5 separate regions of the Mus musculus genome follow, and all the other regions are linked to region 5. The links are chromatin contacts, called in public promoter capture Hi-C maps. All regions are on one chromosome and are shown on one strand. Each heading gives the region's core, a stretch centred on a gene start, on an enhancer-like site or on the middle of the called end of the contact. The rest is flanking DNA. Distances are from core to core; before and after follow the strand shown. Region 1 overlaps Il10rb (interleukin 10 receptor, beta). Region 2 holds the start of Ifnar1 (interferon (alpha and beta) receptor 1). Region 3 holds the start of Donson (downstream neighbor of SON). Region 4 holds the start of Dnajc28 (DnaJ heat shock protein family (Hsp40) member C28). Region 5 holds the start of Scaf4 (SR-related CTD-associated factor 4).

Region 1 (2,700 bases), core at 89-2,588, 1.1 Mb after region 5:
GGATGAAGCAGAGGAAAATACACATGTGCTGAATAAAATAAATGAATATAAACTTGGTGGCTTCGCTACTCACAAATATGGCAAATTAAGGCCAGTGCTGTTAATGAGGGAATGGAAAACTCTAGAAGAAAGTCAGTGTGAGACTATGAATTAAGCCAAGAGATAGGGGCCTGGAAAATGGCTCAGCGCTTAAGAGAACTGGCTGCTCTTCCAGAGGACTTGGGTTCAATTCCCAGCACCCACAAGTCTACTCACAACAGTGTATAATTCCAGTCCCATGGGATTTGGCACCGGTTCTGGCCGCTTTGAGCACCTGGTACACAGAGCATACATACAGGCAAAGCACCATACACCTAAACTAAAAATAAAATGCAAAATAAGTTTTAAAATATGGGAGAAGTGGAGAGAGGTAGATGCAGAGAGAGAAAGCCCAGTGCAGAGAGACCACTGTCCTGGAGAAGGGTGGAAGAAATACACTCACTGATGGTAGACTCTGCTGAGGCTGGCTGGTAAGCTTTGGAAAGAAGATACCCTGGTTAGAAGTGGAGGCTAGGGGGACCCAGAGGTCCTGAGATGCACATGTTTAAAGTATCAGGAATTGAAAACCAGTTAAGCTGCCATCAAGCATCTGGGAGAATTAGAGGTTACAAAAACATCAGGGACAAAGCTCAAATAAGGCCCTCCCAGGGGCATCAGAGGGAATACCCGGGTCTGGGGGCCAGGGCTTATACAGGTCCTTACAGGTGGGTTCTGTAGCTTCCACAGAGAGATGCTCACTCAGACAGAATGAGGCGAAAGTCCCTTGTTCTCTTTCCAGTTCTGTCTTAGGACAAGCACCAAACTTAGAATTCTGCACCTGGAAATGGCCAGTTAGTCTTCTTCGCTAAATGTTCCTTTCTGAAAACAAGGGAAGGAAATGACCGTTGCAAAAAGACAGTTCACTGAGAGTCAGGCTCTAAAACTAAACCGGTCTTCAGTGGTTACCAAGGGTTCCTGCAAACCCATCTCGAGCAGAAGATACCATAAATCAAGAGTGCATTTGGCACGCCTAGCCTGCCATGCCACACCCTCCTGATCCCATGACTGATGGGGAGGTAACAGACTACAGCCATTTCCTTGAACTGAGGGGATATAGCAATTCAAAGGTCAAAGGTCAAAGGTCAGTCTCTGTTTCCTGCCAGTATCTTTCACACAACCATTATAAGTTGGGGACCGTTTGATAGATAAGTTTCCACTGTAGTAATTTCTTATTGGGCCTGGCTGGTTCTAAGTCTTACATTATGTCCCAGGGAAGCCAGTTCTCTGTAGACTCAGATCAAAGAGCATGACTCAAGGTTACACGTGTAAAAGTGAGAGAGCAGAGACGCTGACACAGGCCCCTGTGGCTTAGCAAGAGGCCCCCCTCAGGAGTGGCGATGGTCAGAGAGGAGAACACAGGCCAATCTTCCTCAGAGTCTTTTGTTATTCCTTCTGTGGTTATTTTTGAGCACCTACTGTGTGCGAGGCATGTTCTTAGCACTGAAGCTACAACAACAAACAAAAACAAAGTCTTGCCCTCATCGAGTGCTCTAGACTCATAGGAAGACTGGCAGCAACCCAAGAGGCAGATATTTGACGGTACAGAGTGAATGCGGCTCTCAAAGTGGAAAAATCAACAGGAAAGAGGAATATATTCTTACCAGAGAGCCACAGTATACAGGCTCCCCAGAGTGACGTTTGAATGGATGGAGATGGAGAAGGGGTGAAGGGCCTAGCTACATAAGCAAAAGAAAAGTTGTAAACTATATATAGTTCTAGATGATAAATATTTATGAGTAATCCCTACAGTTACAGAAATATCATTTGTAGCTTTAAGGCTAGAAAATGAAAAAGAATCCAAGCCAGTAGAAGGCATAAAACAAAGAGAAAGAGAAGAATTTAATAAAATAAGAAATGTAAAAACATATTGTGTGTGTGTGTGTGTGTGTGTGTGTGTGTGTGTGATTGTGTGTGAAGCATGGTGATGGTGACATGCCTTTATGTCATGTCTGTAACAACAGTGTTGTCAAGACTTAGGCAGGAAGATCGAAAGTTTGAGGCTAACCTAGGCTACGTACTGGGATGACCCCTCCCTAAAAATGCCATTTTTACAAACAATATAAAACAATAGGATTGGAATAATCCTAAATTTATTAGATATTACTGTGAACATAAATGGATTTAATTCAATTATTACAGACAAAGGATTTTGGATCTTTTGAAACAAGCAAAAAAAAAAAAAATCCATCCATCCTCCTGAGGCACTGTAGATGGTGTATCAAGAGCCAGCGTTATCCTTCAGTAGATAGTTGCACATATATATGAGGAATTCGTGTTCGAGTGAAGTGTTTAAAATGTGGTTTTTTGATTGTCATTCTGGTGTGTTCTTATACTCAGCCATCATTGGACCTCCTGAGATGCAGATAGAATCCCTTGCTGAGTCTTTACACCTGCGTTTCTCAGCCCCACAAATTGAGAATGAGCCTGAGACGTGGACCTTGAAGAACATTTATGACTCATGGGCTTACAGAGTGCAATACTGGAAAAATGGGACTAATGAGAAGGTAAGGCCGCCTCTCGAGTGCATCTGACATGAGTATTGTGCTCTCCGCTCAGTTTGGTAAGCTGTGATGAGAGAGAGGAATGGGCACCCAGGGACCACGCGGGGAAGGCTCAGTGGGT
Region 2 (2,700 bases), core at 95-2,594, 1.2 Mb after region 5:
GCTCTGATATCTCAAATTCATAAAGAACTTCAGAAAATAAGGAAATGAATCTACCAGGAACAAATGGCCCAATAAATCGAACACAGTTTTCAAACGCTGAAATATGCACCCAGTAACTATCTTTAAAGAACTTAATGTCCTGAGCCACCAGCAAAATGCACACTGACACTGCTTTGCCATTCTACCCCACCCTAGTCAGAATGGCTGACAAGAAATCTGACGAATGATGGTGAGGAAGCAGAGAGGAACTCTTTTTTTTTTTTTTGAGACAGGGTTTGTGTGTGGAGCCTTGGCTGTCCTGGAACTCACTCTCTAGTCCAGGCTGGCCTCGAACTCAGAAACCGCCTGCCTCTGCCTCCCAAGTGCTGGGATTAAAGGCATGTGCCACCACGCCCGGCATAACAAATAAGTTTCTTACTTTTTTTTTTTTTTTTTTCTTTTTTTGGTTTTTCGTGACAGGGTTTCTCTGTATAGGCCTGGCTGTCCTGGAGCTCACTTTGTAGACCAGGCTGGCCTCGAACTCAGAAATCCGCCTGCCTCCGCCTCCCGAGTGCTGGGATTAAAGGCGTGCGCCACCACGCCCGGCCCAACAAATAAGTTTCTTTATAAGATAGTAATCAGACAGAGACGGAGTTAAGGGGGTAGAGAGAGGGCTCAGTGGTTTAAGGGCACGTGCAGAGGACTGGCGTACAAACATGGTAGCTCGGAAGATCAGTAACTTTAATACCAGGGTATCTGCGCTCTACTGGCCTCCATGGGTACCAGGCACGCATATATGTACGGTGCACATATATGCATGCATGCATGCATGCAAAACACTCATACACATAAAACCAGCCTAAAACCACATTATTAGACAAAAGATCCAAACGCTGCATAATTCAAAACCCAAAGATTGAGCGAGTCACAACAGCAAACCATCCCACAAAATCAGGGAATCAAGTATAAAGATCTTGTGCAGTTGAGATAAAAGTGTTGCCGGCGCCTTCCAGGTCCCAGAGTCATTTGATCCACGGCCTCCAGGGATCCCCACACCAGGATTCGAGCCAGTGGACTAGTAACCCCCGGGGCAACGCCTCCGAACCCCCTCCGGACAAAAACAGGAAGCTGAGCCCGGAAGGAGGAGGGGCTGCGCAGGCGCACTGACTGCACCCCGCTTTCCTCTCAGGAGTCTAAGGACAATGCTGGGCAGTCTTTCCGGAAGTGGGGGCGGAGCGTGGCAGGGACCTCAAAGTCCCCAGGCCTTGACTGGACCGCGCCCGGTACTTTCCGAGCCGCTTGCTCGCGGAGAGAGCGTGGCGTCAGCGGAGAAGCTGTGCTGGGTGGAGGGGCGGGGGCGTTCACGGAAGGGGCGGGGCGCTGGAGGGGGCGGGGCGTCGCGGAGGGCCTAGCTGCCCAGAGGTAGTCTCCAGCTCCGCGGTGCTGCTGAGGAGAAGGAGGAGAATGTGAGCCGCCGCCCGGCCTCCCAAGACGATGCTCGCTGTCGTGGGCGCGGCGGCCCTGGTGCTGGTGGCCGGGGCGCCTTGGGTGCTACCCTCAGCTGCAGGTGAGCCGAGGGGCCTGTGCGAGGGCCGGGCACCATGGAGGGAGAGCTGGGCGCGGGTGACCAGAGTCCGCGACGCCCGCCCCCTGCGCCGCTCTTCAGCCTGAGGACGCTACCCGGGCCGAGCCTCAGGGCTGCTGGTGGGCGGGAGACCAGACAGCAGCAGAAATGCGCTCCCAGCCTAGTGCGGTTTGTCCCGGGCTGAGAGGAGTGAGGTGAGAGGCCCCCTAACCGGCCCGAAGTCAAAACCAGGAAACCACTGGGCTAGTTACATCGGGAGAATGCCCACTAAGGGGAGAGACAAGAGTTTTCATAGTGATGTGAGGAACCTAAAAAAGACGACCTAGCCTCACTCCTGGAGGAAAGTTCTGATTCCTCTTAGAAATCTGTATATCTGGGAAGTAAGTGATTGCCCCAAGTCTCACCCCGAAGATGGCCCATTTCTGGCTAGACGTGCATGATGTACATGCAGGCAAAGTGGTCACACATATACAGTAAATCGGAAAAAGACTATTATGAACAGAATACTGTAACTGCTACAAATGCTCTTGGGTCTTTTGTTAATCTCATGAGCACATTTGCTGCTCTTTCTGCACAGAATCAGTAAATCCCAACAGTTGGACTGGAGATCAAGCTAAGAGGATACGGATAACAGGATAGAGTCAGTTTAGGGATGACATCAAAGACTCCGTTGGTGGTACTGGAAGTGTGGCTCAGTGGTAGTGTGCACTTAGCATAGACAGCACTGAGAAACTGACAACTCAGAGTGGGGAGACTTGATGGATAGCTCCTGGTGGCTGAAAAGAAAGAAATTCAGACATCTCAGATGCATCCTCTTACATAGGATGTAACTAGAGGCAGTTCTGTAACCCTCTGGAGTAGAAGCTTGACAGGCGACATGACATGATAGTCTGAGGCAGAAGTTTTCAAAACAGGAGATAACAGTGGAGCCAGACATAGCGTTAAAGGACACTTTTTAAAGTTAAAGCCTCGTTCGGGCTGGAGAGGCGGCTCACAGGTAAGAGCACTTATTGCTCTTGCAGAGGGACCTGGATTGGTTCCCAGCACACAGTTGGTGACTTGCAACCTTCCCTAAATCCTGCTTTGTTCCAGGGGATTGGAATACACTTTTCTGACTTCCTTGGCTATGGGGCACA
Region 3 (2,700 bases), core at 100-2,599, 1.4 Mb after region 5:
CTGAGGATGCTATCAAAGGCCTGGCAATCCCTCCTTCACTCCAGTGAGACAGCTCTAAGTGTACAGCATCATGTCCCATGTAATTCATGGAATTCCTGGGGATCCAGCCCTGAGGTCTTTGAACATTAGGCAAGCATTTTACAAACTGAGGTTCAGTCCCAGACTTTGAATTCATTCCTGGAACTCATTTTTTCAAGAGAAAAGCTTTTGAGAAGTATGTTTATTAGAATATACATTATATTCAGCCCTTTGAAAGTATTTCCTAGAGTGAGCCATTGAGATGGCTCAGAAGGTAGAGGCACTTGCTTCTGGCCTGCCTGACAACCTGAGTCCAATCCTTCTACTCACACAGTGGAGGGACTGGCCTCTACACACACAATTGTGGCACAAACTAGAAATGTAATTTTTAAAAGTACCTGGGACAGTTCCGTGCCAGTTCTTTCATGAGATGATGTGTCCTCCCACAGCAAGTTATTTTCTTCATTAGAATCTAGAAGCTGAGGTTAAGAAAAGAGTGGTCCTTTTAAAACCTAAGCGATGAGGGAATGTGAACTATGTAAGGGCTCACCTGGCACACCAGGTTCTCAGGAGAGTGAGTGGGAGCTCACATCCATACAGTACCATGTTTCATTGCAGATTTGTGCCTGAACTTATCTAAACGGGAGGAAAGGCCAGACTTTGACGCATTTAATAACTGATACAAAAATCTTAGACCAAAAGTTCCAAAAAAGCTTTATGAGTAAAACCAACATTTGTAAATTCTGACCCGATTTATCTTCAACAGTCCACAGTAATTTCAAGTGCCTGAGAAAAAGGTCTTGAAAGGATGGTGAGAAGGCAGATTCTGTGGCTTTCCATCACAGTTCGGAGGACTATTCGAGCCACCTTCCTGGGTATCCATCCCTAAGTCCTTCTTACAGGAGAGGGCAGCCACCCCCTCCCCCGCCCCAGCTCAGGACATCAGCCTGCGGCGGCTGTTCGCGCCCATTCCCACCCCTGACGCCCGGCTGCGGGACGCGGAGACTCACCGGGCCCGACGCCCCCTGAGGACCGCGGAGCGGCTCTTCGCTGGCCTCGTCCGAGACTCGCGGCCGGTTGTCCAGGCGAGCGAAAGGGTTCCTGCGGGCGATGGTCGCGGCGGCGCCTCCTCTGCCGCCGGCGGTCGGGAAGGGGCGCAAGGGCAGCCCAGCCGCCAGCGCGGCGCGGCGGGGCGCGGGCTCCGGCAGTGAGGCGGGCACGGCGGCACCATGGTCCCGAGACCTTTTCCGGCGGAGCCGCACGGTCTCAGGCGGCCTCTTGAAGCTAGGCGAGTAGCCGGGCACCGAGACAGCCATTGCGCAGCACCGAGGCAGCTCCGCAGCCCTGCCGGGGCTTCCCGCGCGCCCCGGCCCCGCCCAGACCCCGCGCTGCTCACGGACTGGAGGCTCCTGAGGCCCCGCCCCGCCACGGGCCCGCCCCGACGGAGCATGCGTGCCAGGCCGTGCCGCCCCGCCCAACAGATTTCCCGGTGGCCGCTTCCGGCCGGGCGCGCGCAGCTCGCGGCTCTCCTGCTGCGAGGTCGGCGTCGCTGAGAACGCGACGGCGGCGCGCGGCACCCGGTAGGGCTCGGAAAAGGGATTAACAGTACCAACTCGGCAGCGGGCGTAGTGTCAGCCCCGGGTACGGAGCATGAATGCACAGCAAACAACACATTGATTGGTGGTGATGGGCAGTTACTTCTCTCCGTGAGAAGCCGCAATATCATTCTGAGAGAGACGGTGATGGGCCGAGCTCAACACAGTACCCACGAGGGGGAAATGTCCGCCAGCTTCAGGCTAGCCGCAGGCCAACTCTTCCACCCTTGTCCCCAGTGCCCGACCACCGCAGCCCTCTATGCAAATGCCGTCACTACTACAGGACCAGGTACTATGATTCCGTATGATCTCGGAGAAATTCAGAGTGAATGAATATTTAAAAACATTTTAAATGCCAGTGGATTAGATACTTTGAAGTCGGAAAGTACAAATGCTAAAATAATGGCATCAACGGTTTGTTAAGGAAGGTGTTGAGAATGAAGTTGATAACAAAATCAAATGACGTTTGGTATAGCAAAAGCATGTGACAGATGTATTTGCTAGAATAGTGTAGCTTTTGCTGAAAGCAGTTTTCTTAATGGAAAGAATTTTATAGCAGAGGCAAAGTGTACAGATACAATAACTAAAAGAAGCTTTTGGAATGTCCCCTTCAGATGGTAAAAAAATTATCTGGATTGTTTGCACATTAATTTTGGAAGTATTTTTCAAATATGTCAAATAACCAAACATCTTACTGTGGCAGGAAAACAGGCTTAAAAATATAAAATCTTGCTTTATCGTCCTTGGTTTTTCTCAACAATTTCCAAAGAAAACTGGCTTCCCCCACTGGTGTGGGTGCATCCGACTGAGATCAGGGAAGAGAATTAAAATTGAACGACTTGCTTTTTTCTTTCTTGATTTTTCTGAACAACTTCCATGGAAACCTTTGCCTCATACAGTGGGATGGGCTCATCGAGCAGAGGCCTGAGGAGGGAAATGATTCGAGATGTCAGGCACAGGCACAGAGGAGCACAGCACGCAGGATGCAGTAGACCACACATTTGCTTATTTTCCTTTATCTAACACAAGCAGCTCGAGCCTTTAATCCCAGCACTGGCGAGGCAGAGGCAGGTGAACCTCTGCAAGT
Region 4 (2,700 bases), core at 173-2,672, 1.3 Mb after region 5:
CTCCTTCTGGCCCACTCAGGCATTGGACACACATGGTGCACAGCCATAGTGTAGGCAAAACACCATATGTATATAAAAAAGAAAGTCAGTTCTTTGTAACAATGTTGCTAAACAAGAATATATAAGTATCTATGACTTTTCTTGGTGCAGCTAGAAAATGACAGTGATGTTTGGCTATCACATAGTGTGACAGGAACTGAAGTCTACTGCTTGAAGACAGGGTTTCTCTCTGTGTAGCTCTGGTTGTTCTGGACTCACTTTGGAGACCAGGCTGGCTTCAAACATAGAGAGATCCACCTGCCCCTGCCTTCCATGTTCTGGGATTAAAGACATGCATACCTCCGCCCGGATCCAATGCACAGAATTTTAGATCTAGAAAGTTGTTAAAACTCATCTAACCTAATTTTCTCATTTTATAAGAAAACGGGTCCAGAAGGTTAAGCAACTCTTAAGGTTAACCAAAGAACTTACATTACCAGGTACTGCAAATGGTTAGGTTTGGGGCACAGTAAAGCTTAACTGCTTTTTGCTTGTTTGTTTTTGAGATAGGGTCTCTCTACATAGCCCTGGCTGTCCTGGGACTCATTATGTAGACCAGGCTGGACTTGAACTCACAGAGGTCAGCCTGCCTCTGTCTCCTGAGTGCTGGGACTAAAGGAGAGCATCCAAGCCCCACACTTGGCTTAGCTATACTCAGCAAATTACACATTTCCCTGAGCACAATTTGTGTTGTTGTTTTGTTTTGCATACAGTGTAGAATGGTCGTCACCATTTCCAAGTATCTAACTTGCTGCATATCAAACAGGGAACATACAGACCGGTACTCAGTGGGACACCAGATGGGACTGAGAATCAAGAATGCAAGCGACTTTAAGGTCTGCACCTCGCTATTTGCTAGGTGCCAGGGCAAGGAAGGGCGATAAAGGGTGAGAGAGCTTTTGCTGTATTTAAAAACGCATGGTCCTGTGGAAAAAGATACTGAACACTGACGAAAGGCAACGGAGTACTTACTGGAGGATTACTGATCCTTTGAATGTAAGGTGCGTTTTAGAAGTCATGGTAGCCCGATGTCACAATATAGGGGTCAGTGGATTTTAGAGTTGTCTGGGATGCCGGTGGTTATGCTCACCGTGGTGAGGGGTGCCTCAGAAGAGTGTCGGTCCGCTGCACCCCCTACTCACCTTCACAGACGTGATGGGGGTTCAGCGGCTCGAAGCTCAAGCTGCGCCTTTGCGCAGCACGCGTGGCCCGCTCCGTCCCTGTCTCGGCTACTGGACCCTCTGCCGCGCTACACTGCAGAGCCTTTCTTCATACCTTACTACGACAGGTAGTTTCCCTCACCAGGGACAGCGATCTCTTTCTTATAAAACCATCCCCCACGGAACAGAGGACAGACTCCCCTGGACGCTTGTTGTTGTGCCGGGGGCGATAGGCCCCGCCTCTACCCGCTTTCGAGGGCAGGGTTCGGCCGATTTGGATTGTGGGAAATGTAGTTCTCCGGCAGGTGCAGAGTAGAGGCATTAGGGCCTGGAGAGGAGTTATGGCTTGTGATAGATTTGTGACCCCAACGTGTATGTAATTTGAAGAGCACTGACCTCAGTAAATTGTTTTAAATGGAGGAAGATTAGGCCGTTTGCCTCTATGGGACACCTGCACCGTCAGTAGGCTTCTTTAAGCCTAGAAAGATGGTCTTTCCTTCAACCAAGTTTGGATTAAAGGTGTGCGCCACCACTGCCTGGCCCAGCCAAGTTTGTTTGGGTGGATGGCTCTTGTTTTTTGACACTGTCTCCCTTAGCCCAGGCTGGCCTCACACTCGCTATGTAGTAAAGAGGGATTTTGGGTTGCACATCCTCCATGCTTCCGTTTTCCAGGTGCTGGGATTACACAGTAAAATTGCTACTTGTTTATGGAATGTTGGGGATATAAAACCAAGGGCTTATGCATGCAAGGCAAGTTCTGTCAGGGCTCTGCGTATTGTACGATACCTCACCCCATTGAGCACCGCACATAGCCAGGGGTTGGAAAAGAAGGGAAAAATGTGTCTTTGGTTTTATTTTATTCTTTATTATTTTATTTTTATTAATTATTATTATTTGGTTTTTTTGAGACAGGGTTTCTCTGTGTAGCCCTGGCTGTCCTGGAACTCACTCTGTAGACCAGGCTGGCCTTGAACTCAGAAATCCACCTGCTTCTGCCTCCCAAGTGCTGGGATTCCCTGCCTCTTGTCTCTTGAATGGTTAAAGACATGTCACCGCACTCCATCCTAAAGATACAGTTTTAAAAAAATTAGCGGCACACTTTTAATCCCAGCATATAAAGGCAGAGTCAGGTGGATCTCTGTGAGTTTGAGGCCAGTCTAGTCTGAAACTCTGTAGACCAGGCTGGCCTTGAACCCACTTGCCTCTGCCTCCCAAGCGCTGAGATGAAAGGTGCGTGCCACATCTGGCTTTGAAAATCTTATTACACCGGTTATGTTTTGTATGTGTAGTTTCGTGTTTTGTATGCTGTGGTCTCTACTGGTGGAGTTGGTTGTCTGCTTCTGTCGTGTGGATCCTGGTGGTCAAGCTTGAATGAAGGTAGAGTCTTTACAGGTTGGGCTATCTCAATCTTGAATAACTAATGTGTATATAGTAGCCGCTCACACTCAATGTGTCTAAATAGTATTCTGTTGTGACCATCATGAGAGCCAAGCATTGTGGG
Region 5 (2,822 bases), core at 211-2,710:
CACCACATCAACACGTGTCAAACTATGACATCAGATTCCTTCAGTGGTATTTGAAACGGGAAACATACCCCAACTTAATTCACAATAGTTTCCACTCTGTAACTGCGTTTTAAAGCATCAGTGGTCGTCTCCTCCTCCCACATCCATTCAGATAAATAAGATAGTATGGACTTTATGCCCCTAAGCAGCACATGGAACGATCAGAGATACAACTAGAGAGCTTTAAGGCGGCAGGCAGCTTTGTTCCCGGTTTGGGGAGGTTTTCACATGTAAATGTCCCTGAGGAAGGGAGCTGAGGATTAAGTACCCCGAGAGGGCGGTGCGAGGGTGAGCAGGTGGAGACCCAAGCAGCCTTACTAGCGGACTAAATGGGGCGTACACTTTGCTCTCCCATTCAACTTTTTAGGTGTCACGATGTACAGAAAGGGCACGTTCTAGATAGAAAGGCCAAGGGAACTACCGCTCTATGTTCATTTGTGAGCGTGTCAATCCAGGAGGTGGGAGGGCAGACACCCTCTCTAAGTCTCCGCCAACCGGGATCAGAGTCCAGCGGCCGCCGCGCAGCGCCGCGGCCTGAGCAACAGGAGAACCCAGGCGGCTGCTACGCCGGCCCCGGGACTCGCGGGAACTCCCGCCCCTGAGTCGGCCGAGCGCTCCGTTGCAGCCCCTGGCGGGATCCCGGCCCCGTAAAGCCGATAACGGGGCCGGGAGCAGCATAAGGGCCACGTTGAAGAAGCGGGAGTCGGCACAGGCCGGAAGGGGGCGAAGGGGCACTGGCGGGGGAGGGGCGCGGGGTCAGCCCCCGGCGGTGGCCGCGACCTCTCCCCGGCTCCAGGCCCGCTGCCCCGGAACCGGGGCAGGAAGCGTCCCCGCCCGGACTCGGTGCTCGAAAGCCCTCGGGCAGCGAGAGAAGCGGCCCCGGCGTGGCCCGCACCAGCCCTAACCCCAAGCACTCCTCACCTCCTGGTTGAAGGCGTTGACGGCGTCCATGTTCGCGCGCGTTGCGGCGGCGGCTGCGGCTGCTCCGGGCCCGCCGGTCACCTAGACCTGGAGCGGCGGCTGAGTAGGGCCGGGTGCCGGCAGGGCCCTTGGGCGTGGAGGGGGAGGAGGACGGGAGGCGACGAGCGGCGGAGGCCGAGCAGGAAGGGGCTGCGGCCGAGGCGGCGAGGCTGGGCCGGTCGAGCGCAGGCAGAGGCGGCGGGCCCCTGCTCAGTCCCGTGCGCCGGAGGAGGGATGGGAGGCGGCGGCAGCGCGGGGCTCCAACATGTCCGTTTGGCGGCGGCGGCTGCGCTCTGCGTCGCGCTGACACGGCCCCCCGCGCCCTCCCTCACGCACTGGCCCACACTGGCCCGGCCGGCGAGCGGGCGGGCCTCTCTGTCTCTCTCCTCTCTTTCGCCAGCAGGATGGCGGCAGCGACCCGAGTGCACGCCGCGCGAAGCACCCTGGGACAGCTCGGGCCTCCAAGCGCTTCCTGAGCCCGGCTCCGCCCCGCTCGTGCTTGGCTCCGCCCACGCCCCGCCCCTCCGCGCCCCACCGGCGCCGAGCCGCTAGCGTGTGACCGCGCGTTGTCGCGCGCTTTCCCGCCGGTTGCGGCTGCGGAGAGTTCCCGTCTTCTGGGCTCAGGATCCGGACGACGGCTCCCGGGGTGCATTGTGTCCGGGCAGGACTGCGCCCTGCTGCTGCGACAAACAAAGCGCGGAGGGTGAGCGTCTGCAGTCTCCAAGTCCCCTGCTTCGACTTGCGTGCGGACCTGGTGGACGCCCTGAGCAACTTCCGAGGACTGGGCTCCTGAACCCCTAACGCTAATCTCCCCAAACCCCGTTGGGTCGCTCTCGGCAGAAGTGTGTTCTGATTCACTTGAGTTCTCACCGCCTGCCGCGCGCTGCGACCGCTGTCTGTTGGGTGTGTGAAAAATGAAAGTTTTTCTGTAGAAACCTCACTTTTGTGGAGCATGAGTATAAAAGCTAGAAGGCCTGACTCGTACTGGAAGTTGGGGACTACTTCCCGTAGAAAAGGGCGAGCATCCTAAAAGAATTCGAGAAAGGAGGGGCCCTCTGGACCTTGCGCGCTGTGCTATCACCTCTCCTTGGAGGACAACCGGCTGGTACTTAGGGAAAGCAACTGGCCCTACCGAGACCAGATCCTAGCAGAGTTAGGATTTTGTTCTTAAGGGGGCATCATGCAGGTTGACATCCTGCAAAGTATGCATGCGGAAGAAAGTGGGGCCAGGAACAGCATGGCTTCGGGCCCTGGAGATGATGAGGCTGAAGGTATCAGGCACTGGAGGAAAGACAGAATGGTGTTCCGGAGGGAAGATGCACACTGCTTCTTGAAGGACATGAGTGCTGGGTTTGCGTCAACTTGGTAATAATTTAAGGAAGGAATGAGTTTGAGGGCGTAATGGCTAATCTTTGTCAATGCCTATGAACAGTGTCCTCATTTAAGTCAGCCTAGTTCAGTTAACCACCATGCCCAAGTTTATCTGGCTAGACGGTTATCTTTTCGGGCTCTAGCCATCTGAGCTGTCCCTGGGATAGTTAACTGAGGGCTTTTGCGATATGGGTAAAGTCCAGGAAAATGGCTGAGAGGAGGTAGATACCTGGGATTCAATACTGCACAGCTAACAGGAGCTGAAAAGTCAGACAGACAAGGAGCAGAGGTGTTTAAGAACAAGGTGTTTGGCCCAGCATGGTGGCACACGCCTTTAATCCCAGTACTGGGGAGGCAGAGGCAGGTGGATTTCTGAGTTCGAGACCAGCCAGGGCTATACAGAGAAACCCTGTCTCGGAAAAAAAAAAGAAAAAGAAAAATCTCAGCCCTAA

The links. Promoter capture Hi-C pulls out the DNA fragments that hold promoters and counts their contacts.
Region 1: a contact with region 5 is called in a promoter capture Hi-C map of pre-B cells, with 2.9 times the contacts expected there. The contact joins the enhancer-like site here to the promoter of Scaf4 in region 5. A contact is called at or near these places in 6 of 39 promoter capture datasets (the 3T3-L1 cell line, 3T3-L1-derived adipocytes, cranial neural crest and 3 more), 1 of 115 datasets of contacts at active chromatin or transcription factors (embryonic forebrain) and 1 of 9 other capture datasets (embryonic stem cells).
Region 2: a contact with region 5 is called in a promoter capture Hi-C map of cranial neural crest. The contact joins the promoter of Ifnar1 here to the promoter of Scaf4 in region 5. A contact is called at or near these places in 2 of 39 promoter capture datasets (cranial neural crest and pre-B cells).
Region 3: a promoter capture Hi-C map of pre-B cells shows a contact between it and region 5, with 3 times the contacts expected there. The contact joins the promoter of Donson here to the promoter of Scaf4 in region 5. A contact is called at or near these places in 1 of 39 promoter capture datasets (pre-B cells), 1 of 484 Hi-C or Micro-C datasets (embryonic stem cells) and 1 of 9 other capture datasets (adipose tissue).
Region 4: a promoter capture Hi-C map of second pharyngeal arch cranial neural crest shows a contact between it and region 5, with 3 times the contacts expected there. The contact joins the promoter of Dnajc28 here to the promoter of Scaf4 in region 5. A contact is called at or near these places in 5 of 39 promoter capture datasets (hippocampal neurons, liver, pre-B cells and 1 more) and 1 of 115 datasets of contacts at active chromatin or transcription factors (astrocytes).

Annotation. Positions count from the first base shown.
Region 1 is chr16:91,412,198-91,414,897 of GRCm38.p6, forward strand. Il10rb (interleukin 10 receptor, beta) reads left to right here. Exons shown (of 7, transcript NM_008349.5): 4 at 2,416-2,582. Among named protein-coding and RNA genes, the nearest start is that of Il10rb, 7.3 kb to the left of the region's middle. Within about 2 kb of position 1,339, at least 55 of the 459 cell types and tissues checked have an H3K27ac peak or open chromatin away from gene starts, as enhancers often do. A contact at or near this core is called in pre-B cells, where this site is marked.
Region 2 is chr16:91,483,871-91,486,570 of GRCm38.p6, forward strand. It overlaps Ifnar1 (interferon (alpha and beta) receptor 1), which reads left to right and starts at 1,345. Exons shown (of 11, transcript NM_010508.2): 1 at 1,345-1,546. The coding sequence starts at 1,474.
Region 3 is chr16:91,687,379-91,690,078 of GRCm38.p6, forward strand. It overlaps Donson (downstream neighbor of SON), which reads right to left and starts at 1,350. Exons shown (of 10, transcript NM_021720.1): 1 at 1,029-1,350; 2 at 417-497. The coding sequence starts at 1,334. It overlaps Cryzl1 (crystallin, zeta (quinone reductase)-like 1), which reads right to left. Exons shown (of 13, transcript NM_133679.2): 13 at 1,944-2,537. The coding sequence ends at 2,438. Gm10785 (predicted gene 10785) reads left to right here and starts at 1,520. Exons shown (of 6, transcript NR_040389.1): 1 at 1,520-1,902.
Region 4 is chr16:91,617,577-91,620,276 of GRCm38.p6, forward strand. Dnajc28 (DnaJ heat shock protein family (Hsp40) member C28) reads right to left here and starts at 1,423. Exons shown (of 2, transcript NM_138664.2): 1 at 1,182-1,423.
Region 5 is chr16:90,283,043-90,285,864 of GRCm38.p6, forward strand. It overlaps Scaf4 (SR-related CTD-associated factor 4), which reads right to left and starts at 1,461. Exons shown (of 20, transcript NM_178923.4): 1 at 961-1,461. The coding sequence starts at 990.